Regions from separate parts of the Sus scrofa genome. Here regions 1 and 2 are each linked to region 3. Evidence: chromatin contacts called from public HiChIP or PLAC-seq data. All regions are on one chromosome and are shown on one strand. The core of a region is the stretch at or near the end of the contact, and the rest is flanking DNA. Distances in the headings are between cores, read along the strand shown. Region 1 has its middle 7.5 kb from the start of MTCH2. Region 2 has its middle 11 kb from the start of C1QTNF4. Region 3 overlaps CELF1 (CUGBP Elav-like family member 1).

Region 1 (3,974 bases), core at 420-2,919, 170 kb before region 3:
GCATTCAGAGATGCTCATCCTCCCCAGGAATATTCCACTGAGAAATGGACGGAAATGTCACTGGTGGGATGTAGTTCAACTAGACCCAGCCAGGCCATACCGTTTGTCTTTTATAAAAGAACAGAGTCGGCTTAGTAGCTTCAAAGGCATCCTGTACAGAAGGTGACAAGCCTCTGTGCTTTGGAAACATCTTCGCTATTCTAGGTAATTAAATTAGAACTAGGTCTGAGAATAGTCTGGAAAACCAGAAGTTGGCAGTTCTGTTTCTGCAAAGCAGAGCCTTTTGTGTGGGATTTTTGCCAATAGCTGGGATGGAATTTGGTGACAACACAGCTAAACCAGTGATGGTAGTTGCATAATGGTTGGGTACCATTTTTAAAATGCAAGATCTACAAAATTCTTGCATTTTAAAAATGACGCATGAGAGTTCCTGTCGTGGCTCAGTGGTTAACGAATCTGACTATGAACCATGAGGTTTCAGATTTGATCCCTGGCCTTGCTCAGTGGGTTAAGGATCTGGCGTTGCCACGAACTGTGGTGTAGATCGCAGATGTGGCTCGGATCTGGTGTTGCTGTGGCTGTGGCATAGGCTGGTGGCTACAGCTCCGCCTGGACCCCTAGCCTGGGAACCTCCATAGGCCGAGGGTGTGGCCCTAAAAGGACAAAAAAAAAAAAAAAAAAGAATGCACTCAAGGTTAAGAATCCGACTACAGGGGAATTCCCATCGTGGCGCAGAGGCAATGAATCTGACTAGGCACCATGAGGAGGCGGGTTCAATCCCTGTCCTCACTCCGGCGTTAAGGATCCGGCGTTGCCATGAGCTGTGGTGTAGGTCACAGACTTGGCTTGGATCCTGTGCTGATGTGGCTGTGGCATAGGCTGGCAGCTGTAGCTCCGATTGGACCCCTAGCCTGGGAACCTCCATATGCCGCAAATGTGGCCCTAAAAAAAAAAAAAAAAGAATCTGACTACAGTTTTTCTGGTCACTGATGTGGCTCCTGTTAGATTCCCCAGCCTAACCCAGTGTAGTGGGTTAAAGGCTCTGCCGTTGCCGCAGCTGCAGCTCAGATTCAGGAGGCCTGCCCCTGTGCTTAAAGCCCAGGTGGAGAACAGACTAGTGAACCAAAACAAACCCGTCAGTAAGACATGCTGCTGTAGCTGTAGATCTTTGTCCTGAGTTAAAGAAAGCTACCAGCCAAAAATTAAAATACCTGGGTTTGAATCCCACCCAGGCTCAGGGGTGAGGGGTGCAGTTGCTTAACAGCTCTGGACCTTTGTTCCCTGACCTTAAAAGTAAAGTGACTGCCACTGAAATGATCTCTAAGGTCCCTTCATTTTCACCACATCACATTTGTTTGAACACATCTTCCAGCTGTTGATCACAGATTGCAATAATGTGCCTTAAACAACTTCCCTGTTTGGCCCAGGCCAGCTGAGTCTTCTCTCAGCCTCTGGTCCTTGGGGAAACAGAGACACTTTGTTTGCTCTAAGTACAGACCCCCACCCCCATCTTGCTCCCTCCAAACTTGGCAAGTTATCGCTCCCTGTAGCTCCCGGAATTGGTTGGATTCAGTGACCAAAAATCACTTTAGTAAACCCCTTCTCAGCTGAGCTCAAACTCCAGCGACTCCTCTCTCTCCCTCCCTCGGCTTCACTTCCTCCCCCATTCAGCCCAGACTCCAGGGTGCATTACATCAACCTCTTTCTTGCCAGCATCCCCCACCCCACCCCCCGACTCCTCACCCTCTGTCCTTCTGCCACATCCACCTGGTAGTTCCCCAACTTTGGATCCTTCCAGCCAACCCAACCATCTGTCTTCTCTATGCTACACCCAGGCTGCTGAGATGGCTGCAGGAAAACATGTCATTGAGTGAATCAGACCAGTGCCCACGTGTCTCCTCTAGCCTTGGAAATCTATCTTCTGCTTCTGAAACTGAATTTCTCTCACCCTTCCTCCATGGCTATTTACACCTCCCTTTCCTCAAATCCCCTACTCACTCCCTGCTACTCTCTTCCAGCAAGCAGTCTCACTAGGAAGCAGTGGTTAAGAAGCTAGGCTCTGGGGTCAGGGAGGACAAAAAAAAAAGAAAAAAAGAAGAAGAAGCTAGGCTCTGGGAGTTCACTTTGGGGCTCAGTGGTAAAGAACCCAAGTAGTATCCATGAGGATGAGGGTTCAAGCCCTGGCATTGCTCAGTGGGTTAAGGATCTGGTGTTGCTGTGAGCTGTGGTGTAGGTCACAGACGTGGCTTGAATCCTGTGTTGCTGTGGTTGTGGTGTAGGCTGGCAGCGTAGCTCCAATTCTACCACTAGCCTGGGAACTTCCATGTGCCACATGTGTGTCCCTAACAAGCAAAATAAATAAATAAATAAATAAATAAATAAATAAATAAATAAATAAAAGCAGCTAGGCTCTGGTCACGTAGGGGTAGGGAGAAAACTGCAAACAAGAATTCCCTTTGTGGCTCATCGGTTAATGAAATCAACTAAGGATCCAGCATTGCTACAAGCTTCAGTGTAGTTTGTAGATGCTGTTCAGATCCATTGTTGCCATGGCTGTGGCACAACTGCAGCTCTGATTTGAGCCCTAGCCTGGGTCTATATGTGGCCATAAAAAATTAAAGTATGACACAAACTTATTTATGAAACAGAAACAGACTTACAAACATAGAAAACAAACTTATGGTTACCCAAGGGGAAAGGGGTTGGGGAGGGATGAAATAGGAGTTTGATATTAGTAGATACAAACTGCTATACATAAAATAGATAACCGATAAAGACTTACTATATAGCCCAGGGCACTATGTCCTTGTAATAAACCATAATGGAAAAGAATATGTATAGATATGTATAACTGAATCACTTTGCTATGCACAGAACCACCAACATTGTAAACCAACTATACTTGAACTAAATAAAATGTTAAAGTATCACAATATAGGAGTTCCCATCGTGGCTCTGCAGACATGAATCGGACTAGCACCCATGAGGATGCAGGTTCGATCCCTGGCCTCACTCGGTGGGTTAAGAATCCAGCGTTGGAGTTCCCGTCGTGGCGCAGTGGTTAACGAATCCGACTAGGAACCATGAGGTTGCGGGTTCGGTCCCTGCCCTTGCTCAGTGGGTTAACGATCCGGCGTTGCCGTGAGCTGTGGTGTAGGTTGCAGACGCGGCTCGGATCCCACGTTGCTGTGGCTCTGGCGTAGGCCGGTGGCTACAGCAGTTCCGATTGGACCCCTAGCCTGGGAACCTCCATATGCCGGGGAGCGGCCCAAGAAATAGCAACAACAACAACAACAACAACAGACCAAAAAGACAAAAAAAAAAAAAAAAAGAATCCAGTGTTGCTGTGAGCTGTGGTGTAGGTCACAGATACAGCTCGAATCTAGCATTGCTATGGCTGAGATGTAGGCTGTCAGCTGCAGCTCCCATTAGACCTCTACCCTGAGAATGTCTGTATGCCACAGGTGGGGCCCTAAAAAAAAAAAAAAAAAAAAAAAAATTCACAATGTGATACGGCCTCTTGTCTTCTGAGGCACCACTTATCTTAACTCTCTGAATATGCCCTGGGCGTTCCACCCACCCTTGGCACCTGTCCTGGGTCAGGCTCCCCTGTATCCCAGACCACTAGATCCACTGTCTCCCTCCATGTCCACCTCATTTCCCTCTGCACCTCAGAGGCAGTGTGTCCAAAATGGAAATGCTCTGTTACCTTTTCCTGAAACCAGAGCCTCCCATTGCTGTTTCCCCCAGGAAACAGTCCCACCATCATTGCCATGCTTGTAACCCTGTTTCTCCACATTCAGTCAGGTACTAGCGACTTTACTTGCTAAGTAAATCCATAAACTTCACCCCTTAGTTCAGGGCATCATCGTTCTCCTAAATTAAATCTGGTCTCCCAGCTGACTGTTCTTTGGCAGAGCAGCCAAAATGAGCCCATTCAAGTCCAATCTGATTATGTTGGTCCCCATACAGGG
Region 2 (3,677 bases), core at 532-3,031, 130 kb before region 3:
CCGACTAGTATCCATGAGGACACAGTTGATCCCTGGCCTCGCTCAGTGGATTTAGGATCTGAGGTTGCCGTGAGCCGTGGTGCAGGTCACAGAAGTGGCTCAGATCCAGCGTTGCTATGGCTCTGGTGTAGGCTGGCAGCTGCAGCTCCGATTTGACCCTTAGCCTGGGACTCTCCATATGCCTCGGGTGCAGCCCTAAAGAGACCAAAAAAACAGGCCCCTGGGAGTTGTGGTGCAGTGGTTAACGAATCCGACTAGGAACCATGAGGTTGCAGGTTTGATCCCTGCCTTGCTCAGTGGGTTAACGATCCGGCGTTGCCGTGAGCTGTGGTGTAGGTTGCAGACGTGGCTCGGATCCTGCGTTGCTGCGACTCTGGCGTAGGCTGGTGGCTGCAGCTCCGATTAGACCCCTAGCCTGGGAACCTCCATATGCCGCAGGAGCAGCCCAAGAAATGGCAAAAAGACAAAAAAAAAAAAAAAACAGACCCCTAAAACATTAGCCTCATGGGCTGTATAGAAAAACTGTAGCTGGGGAAGTAGCAGTACATAAAGTTGGTCAGTTTAAGGTGTTATGGCAGGTGAGGAAGCCAGAAGAGAGAATAATGGTGAGTAATGACTACCAGGCCTGAGGTGTAAGTGCTAATTCTCACAGTCTTTGGTAGAGTGAGTAGTCCTACTTGAAAAATAAAATGAGACTCAGAGTAAGTAACTCATTCAAAATTACAGAGCTAGTGAGTTTCAGAGCAGGATTCAAACCTGACTTGAATTCCAAGACATGTTTACTGCTTCATAGAAGCAATGAAATGCTGAGAAAGAAGTAGCCAGTGAACCAAATGATAAGTGATTGGTCTATCTCAGGAGCAATGCTGTGTGTTCTAATCAAATCAGTAAACTAAAGAACTAACCTCCCTCACAATAGAGTAGAATCGTCTTAAATCAGGAAAGACATAGTTTTTGCCTCTTCAGAATGAAAAATAAGTAAAGCAACTGAAAAGAAATGATCACTCTTACTTTTCTGGACTATTATGGTTTATGCAGATGTGGAAAGCAAAGGATTTATTCCCAGGAGTGCCATCAGTCCAATGCATTGGAACCTGTGCTACATTTGAAGGATAACATTTGACAGTGATGTACATGTCAGCTTCTCTGTGGATTCTTCTAGAAAAGCCTTGCATGTTGAACAGGTTCATTCAGGCTGCCTCCCTAAGTGCCAGAATACTCTATCTTTGGGATTTTGGTTGGGAGGGGTTTTTTTGGTTTTGGCTCTACCTGTGGCATATGGAAGTTCCCAGGGGCAGGGATGGAACCTGTGCCACAGCAGCAACCCACACTGCTACAAGGCCAGATCCTTAATCTCTTGTGCCACAAGGGAAGTCCTTTTGGTTTATTTTTTAAATATAAAGATGTGTATTTTATCTCCTCTGGAGAGACTTTTTTTTTTTTTTTTTTTTTTTAAGGCTTCTTTAAGGATGTCACATGTAAACTCTCATTTAACTTTTTCCACCTCTATTAATCCTTCATCTTAAGTCTTCAGACTTGAGAGAGTCAGGATCTTGGCCTCTGATTTTTGTCTTAGAAGGAAAAAGTTGCAAATGGAAGGGGGTTTTTTGCCATCAATCAAAAAACAACTTTTCTGGAGAACATCTTAGATGGTAACAAATTGATTTCTAAAGCAACTGAAAGTGTTTCCCTTACAGCCAGCTTTGTCCATATGACTCAGCCTCTTCGTCTGTGTGCTGCTTCCCCAAGCTTTGGTGGGGAGGCGGGTCTAACGCTGCCATGATTCCATGGCCCTGAGACAAAATGTTGAAATACCCATTTGTCATGCTCTCCTAAAAGGGTTCCTCTGCAGTCCAGGCCCCAAATCTCCTGTCTGGGACCAATCGGGCAGATTTTGTATTAAAACCACAGTTATTCTGAAATTCCCTTGTGGCGCATTAGGTTAAGGATCCACCATTGTCACTGCTGCAGCTCAGGTCGCTGCTGAGGTGCAGGTTCAATCCCTGGCCTCAGGATTTCCCATCGTGGCACAGTGGAAATGAATCTGATTAGGAACTGTGAGGTTGCGGGTTCAATCCCTGGCCTTGCTTAGTGGGTTAAGGATCTGGTGTTGCTGTGAGCTGTGTGGCATAGGTCATAGATGTGGCTCAGATCTGATGTGGCTGTGGCTGTGGCATAGGCCGGCAGCTGTAGCTCCGACTGGACCCCTAGCCTGGGAACCTCCATATGCCTCAGGTGTGGCCCTAAAAAGAAAAAGAAAGAAAAAAATCCAAGGCCCAGGAGCTTTTTAGGCCCTCTCAAACACAAACAAACCAAAACAGAAAAGCACCACAATTGTTCTGGAATCAACTTACTGCCACCCAGAAAAAGAGTGTTTTCAGATACATAGTTATTAGTTCCAAACACCAAAATATGGCTGGAGAACAGTGCTTTGGAGAGTGTCAAGGAAAAGCGGGGAGGGAACAAAGCTGTGACCTGGAGGAGCTATTCAAGACACACCAACTTGCTGAGAGGGAGAGCAGATAATGAAAGAAACCCTGCCCACCCCCACCCCCTCAAAGTCTCCAGGATGACACCGTGGCTGAGAGAACCTTCTCTAGCACCGATTTTGGCCTCACTAAGGCAGCCAGGAGAATGGACTGTTCCCTGGTATGTGCCACATTTCCATGGAAAATCTATTAGGTTTTGCAGTTTATTTCCAAATGGAGTCGCATGAAGAGCCAGAGGGGAGATAAGGACAAGAAGCAGAAGTGTGCCTACTGGTTTTCCATCCCGTCTGGGCCTCCTGGCATCACCAAGATTGTTGAGAATGTCCTTTGGCTGGAAACAGAAAAGGAGAGTGAAAACAGAACAGAGCCGCAGCTTGCTTGGGACTGCTCACCTCACCCTGGAACTCAGCATCTCAGGCCCTTCCTCCCCTGAGGGGCCCACATTTAGAGTCTGTAAGTACAGCCCTCAGTTACTAAGTGTGCAGAGCCCTGTGCTCCAGGCGGTGAGGGTGCAAGAACTCTCTCCCTGGCCCCTGTGGCATTCCTGTGCTCTGGGGAAGGAGATGCGGTCTGATGAGAAGGTAAAAGCTAGGAATTTGGAGAGGAGTAAATTGAGAAGCATGTAAAACAGCAAAAAGCCTGGTGCATGAAAGCATCCTCGCTGCGTCTCCTGAACACTTGCTGTGATGGCTCTTGGACAGGCAGGGTGTGCCAGGAGAGGTTGAAACCACATCCCTGGCATCCACAAGAGGAAAAGCTCACATCAGGTTGGGGGAACTCAGGGGAGACTTCATGAAGGAGTGGCCTTGAGCAGTTTTTTTTTTTTAAGGCTAGGGTACTGGGAGGCAGGATGGTGGAATGGGAGCAACTTCCAGCTCTGTCACTTAGCCGTGTGACCTCAGACTAGTTATTTGATCATATTAAGCCTCAGGAAGATAATTCTTTTATTGGCACATTAAACTGAGTACAGTGTCACAGTAAATATTTGGTATGTGGTAGCTGTCATGGTTATTTGAGAATTAGAGGAGTTCCCATCATGGCTCAGCAGAAATGAATCTGACTAGCATCCATAAGGACTCGATCCATAAGGTTTCGATCCCTGGCCTCGCTCAGTGGGTTAAGGATCTGGCATTGCTGTGGCTATGGCATAGGCCAATTCGACCCCTAGCCTGGGAACCTCCGTATACC
Region 3 (4,196 bases), core at 299-2,798:
AACCAGCCCTCACTCTCACTCTTGTTCTGTTTTTTGGTGTAATGTCTAGCTTTATTTGCAGCTCCTTCAGCAGACTGCCTCCTCTGGGAACCTCAACACCCTGAGCAGCCTCCACCCAATGGGAGGTGAGTGTTTCACTGCTACAGAGGAGCAGCAGCAGCCTGGCCAGCAGACCCAGCTAACAGCATTCTCAGAGTTCTGTACCGTTTGTGCAAGAAAAAAAAATTTTTTTCTACTCTTTACATAAACTTGACATAAGACTATCTGAGGATTCAACTACCTTGTGTCTAGAAGGTGGCTTTTTTGGTTGTTGATGCCAGATTGCTCTCAGGTTGTCTGCTGCCCCCCACCCATTTAAGTTTCTGTTAAGGAGGTGGAAGGTGGAGGAGCAGAGCTCTTTGGACCTGCAGCCATTTTGATCAAGAGAAAGTTACAGCAGCCCTGACATTTCCATAATAAAGTGACTTCTTCAGTGACTCTCTGAGGAAGAGACTAAGACAGCTTCTTTGCATATGGCTTACCCTGAAGGTGCTAGAACCCAGTTAGTTTATTGTCTTACACATATTATTTCTTAGGTGAATTACCATTTGTTGGTATTAATATGCATGAAAACCTTAATTGATGAAACACCTGAGTTTATAACAAAAGGAGGCTCCATGGACAAGCCTGAGGCAGGGGCTGTCAGAAAAGTTGAGGGGGTAGGGCGGGGGCCCATTTCAGAGCTTCCTGCCTCTGCCACTTACAGCGGGAGAAGGGTAGCAAGTGTTTGTGAGGAAGGGCCAGCCTGAGGCGAACTGCATTGTGCCCCTTTGAAAAAGTTTGGTGGTGGTTTCGTTCATTTTATCCCAGGAACTCAGAGTTTGCTGTGTTTCTGGCAAATTGTCAGATTATAAATCTGTGTTGTAGCCTTTTCCTTCTCATTAATTTTCCACCCCCACCATCCGCCCTTTCATTATCTAGTAAATGGATGTCAGAGTAGTTCCCATTTCTTGTTCTCCTTATACCTGTGTTGCCTAGATTCTGCTTGGAAGTCTTTTCCTTTTCTCTCTTCTCCTGGTGATTAATCTGCTATTCAAGGGGTGTTTTTTTTTGTTTGTTTGTTTGTTTTTTTCCCCTTTATTCTTTTTCCTATTGCTGTTTTCACATGTATTCCCCTGTTTTTCCTCCGTGGCTTTCTGGATCTCTACTACATTTTCTGCTTGTTCACCTCCACTTGCAGAGAACAAATCCCCTATAAAGTATGAGTGATGGGCTCAGATGTAGACTCGGTCTCTGCCAAAGGGTTGGATATTGTTTTTCTCTTAGATACCTGGCCCCACGGTGGACCGCAGAATCCAGCCCTCTTACCTGATTTCCCAGTTGTCCATCCCTTTATTAATGCTCACTTGGGCTGGCACACTATTGGATTAGGTGTCTCTTATCTGAGGAAATGTTGTCAAGTTTAATAATGAGTTGAGTGATATCTGACTCTTTTTAGAGCCCTGTAGGGTTGCCTGTAAGGCTTATCAGAACAGTTCCTCTTTGGGGCCAGCCTTTTGCCAGAGTGCACTGTCATTGCTGGAGTGGATGTGAGTCATCCCTATCTGCTGGCTGATCTCTTGTTTTGGATGTTTCAGGGTTAAATGCAATGCAGTTACAGAATTTGGCTGCACTAGCTGCAGCAGCTAGTGCAGCTCAGAACACACCAAGTGGTACCAATGCTCTCACTACATCCAGCAGTCCCCTCAGCGTACTCACCAGTTCAGGTAAGCATGTAGGGCCAATGTTCCCTTGTTTGCCTTGGGCAGAATCCCAAGAGAGGGGTATATCATTCTGGACAGTTGCTAACACCCATTTCTAAAGGGGTCAGATCATGAACCATAAAATGTCAGGAGTTCCCGTTGTGGCTCAATGGGTTAGGGACCTAACAGTCTCTGTGAGGATTTGGGTTCGATCCCTGGCCTCACTCACTGTCTTTCGAATCTGGCATTGCCACAAGCTGTGGTGTGGGTGGTGGATGCAGCTTGGATCCAGCATTGCTCTGGCTGTGGTATAGGCCTTAGTCACAGCTCTGGTTCATTCAACCCCTCGCCTGGGAGCTTCGAAGCATGGCCCTAAGAAATAAAATTTTCTTTCAAATGTCATCTTCTGACTTAGAAATTTCATCATTTTAAGTTTGCTGTAATCATCCCTTGCCTCTCTGTCCTACAGGGACAGTTGTCAAAATCAGTAACTGGAGTTCCCGTCGTGGCGCAGTGGTTAACGAACCCGACTAGGAACCATGAGGTTGCGGGTCCCATCCCTGCCCTTGCTCAGTGGGTTAATGATCCGGCGTTGCCGTGAGCTGTGGTGTAGGTTGCAGACTCGGCTCGGATCCTGTGTTGCTGTGGCTCTGGCATAGGCCAGCGGCCACAGTTCTGATTCAACCCCTAGCCTGAGAACCTCCATATGCTGCGGGAGCGGCCCAAGAAATAGCGAAAAGACAAAAAAAAAAAAAAAAAAAAAATCAGTAACTGAACACCTCTTTACAAAGCAAATACTTGAATGTGATATCATGCTTGTATTTTGCTTCCTGTCGATATGAGAAGGCAAGTATTGGTTTGTGTTTAACTCATGGATTTCTGATAGCAGGGTCCTCACCAAGCTCCAGCAGCAGCAGCTCTGTCAACCCCATTGCCTCCCTTGGAGCCCTGCAGACATTAGCTGGAGCAACAGCAGGCCTCAACGTCAGCTCTTTGGCAGGTGAGGGCCAGTCCCTGGATGTCATCAAGCTACTTTTTGTGCAGGTAGCACATTTTAAACAACCCAAGTAGGGGCACTGTTAGAATGATTGGAGTGAAATCGACTCTTAATAAAAAAAATTTTTAAATGAGAAAAAAAAAGAATGATTGGGGTGGCCAAGTGAAGTTATGGGATTTTGAGACAGACCTGAGTTAAATCCTATCTATCTCTGCCCCTTAACTAGCTGTAACTTAAGACTCCCTTCTAAAATCATTTCCTCATCAGTGGAGTAAGAGTAGAATACTTTGAGGGTTATTAAGAAATTAGGTGAGGAGTTCCCATCGTGGCTCAGTGGAAATGAATCTGACTAGTATCCATGAGGATGCAGTGGATTAAAGATCCGGCGTTGCAATGAGCTGTGGTGTAAGTCACAGATGTGACTCAGATCTGGTGGTGTTGTGGCTGTGGCGTGGGCCAGTGGCTACAGCTCCAATTCGACCCCTGGCCTGAGAACCTCCATATGCCTTGGGTGTGGCCCTAAAAAGACAAAGAAAAAAGGAAATTAGGTGAGACCCTAGGTAAAGTGCTGACCACATTATTTAGTACAGTGTCTGGCATTTAGTAGATACCCAATAAATGTTAGCTGTGATTTTGATGGTCGGATTTGCCCACATCTTGTCATAGACCCCATGCACTCCTTTTATTCCCCACTCTGGGACTTATTTTCCACATTCCAGCTCTTTGTGAGAAAATACGACAAAGCCGAAGAGAAAATTGGGCAAGTCCTGTGTAATAAATAGTATCACTTCTTGCGCAGGTTGGAAGAAGATAATGGCTGTGGCATTGAAATGCCCACACTAGCCACAAGGCCTGGTGGGTGTCCTGAAATCTGACCACTCAGTTGGATATTCCTCCTCAGGGAGAAGCTAAGAAGGAGATGGAAGGGAGGACTTTGGCATCAGTTGAGTCTTTCCAATCTGTTAACCGTATTTTCCCCCCACCCTGCACCCCAAGGGATGGCCGCTTTAAATGGTGGCCTGGGCAGCAGTGGCCTTTCCAATGGCACTGGGAGCACCATGGAGGCTCTCACACAGGCCTACTCGGGGATCCAGCAATACGCTGCAGCGGCGCTCCCAACTCTGTACAACCAGAACCTGTTGACGCAGCAGAGCATTGGTGCTGCTGGAAGCCAGAAGGAAGGTGAGTGCCAAGGGAAACTGCAGCCAGGGGCAGGGAGGTTGCTCCATCTGCACCAGCACCGAAAGGCAGGGCAAAGGCCAGGAGAGCCATTTAGGTGGTCGGGTCAACACTTCTTTTTGTCAGTGTCAAGGGTAGATTGAGAAACTGTGTTTTCAGTTTTTGGAATGTTTTCTGGATGTGACTCAAATCAGAACCTCTGTACACTCTCCTGGGTTGGGGCTGCAGTTTTTAGATAAGAAACATACTGACCTTATAGTGTCTGGCACCATTTGGCAATCTCTTTTTGTTGGGAAGTT

Evidence for each region. HiChIP or PLAC-seq counts read pairs in DNA pulled down with a chosen protein or histone mark.
Region 1: a contact with region 3 is called in an H3K27ac HiChIP or PLAC-seq map of alveolar macrophages. The contact joins two enhancer-like sites. A contact is called at or near these places in 1 of 5 promoter capture datasets (fetal liver) and 1 of 2 datasets of contacts at active chromatin or transcription factors (alveolar macrophages).
Region 2: an H3K27ac HiChIP or PLAC-seq map of alveolar macrophages shows a contact between it and region 3. The contact joins two enhancer-like sites. A contact is called at or near these places in 1 of 5 promoter capture datasets (liver), 8 of 47 Hi-C or Micro-C datasets (embryonic fibroblasts, epiblast stem cells, fetal skeletal muscle and 3 more) and 1 of 2 datasets of contacts at active chromatin or transcription factors (alveolar macrophages).

Annotation. Positions count from the first base shown.
Region 1 is chr2:14,973,547-14,977,520 of Sscrofa11.1, forward strand. No RefSeq gene overlaps it. Among named protein-coding and RNA genes, the nearest start is that of MTCH2, 7.5 kb to the right of the region's middle. Within about 2 kb of position 1,670, at least 16 of the 83 cell types and tissues checked have an H3K27ac peak or open chromatin away from gene starts, as enhancers often do. A contact at or near this core is called in alveolar macrophages, where this site is marked.
Region 2 is chr2:15,006,425-15,010,101 of Sscrofa11.1, forward strand. No RefSeq gene overlaps it. Among named protein-coding and RNA genes, the nearest start is that of C1QTNF4, 11 kb to the right of the region's middle. Within about 2 kb of position 1,782, at least 7 of the 83 cell types and tissues checked have an H3K27ac peak or open chromatin away from gene starts, as enhancers often do. A contact at or near this core is called in alveolar macrophages, where this site is marked.
Region 3 is chr2:15,141,408-15,145,603 of Sscrofa11.1, forward strand. It overlaps CELF1 (CUGBP Elav-like family member 1), which reads left to right. Exons shown (of 16, transcript XM_021083082.1): 10 at 50-125; 11 at 1,617-1,745; 12 at 2,608-2,721; 13 at 3,715-3,900. Among named protein-coding and RNA genes, the nearest start is that of RAPSN, 23 kb to the right of the region's middle. Within about 2 kb of position 1,549, at least 5 of the 83 cell types and tissues checked have an H3K27ac peak or open chromatin away from gene starts, as enhancers often do. A contact at or near this core is called in alveolar macrophages, where this site is marked.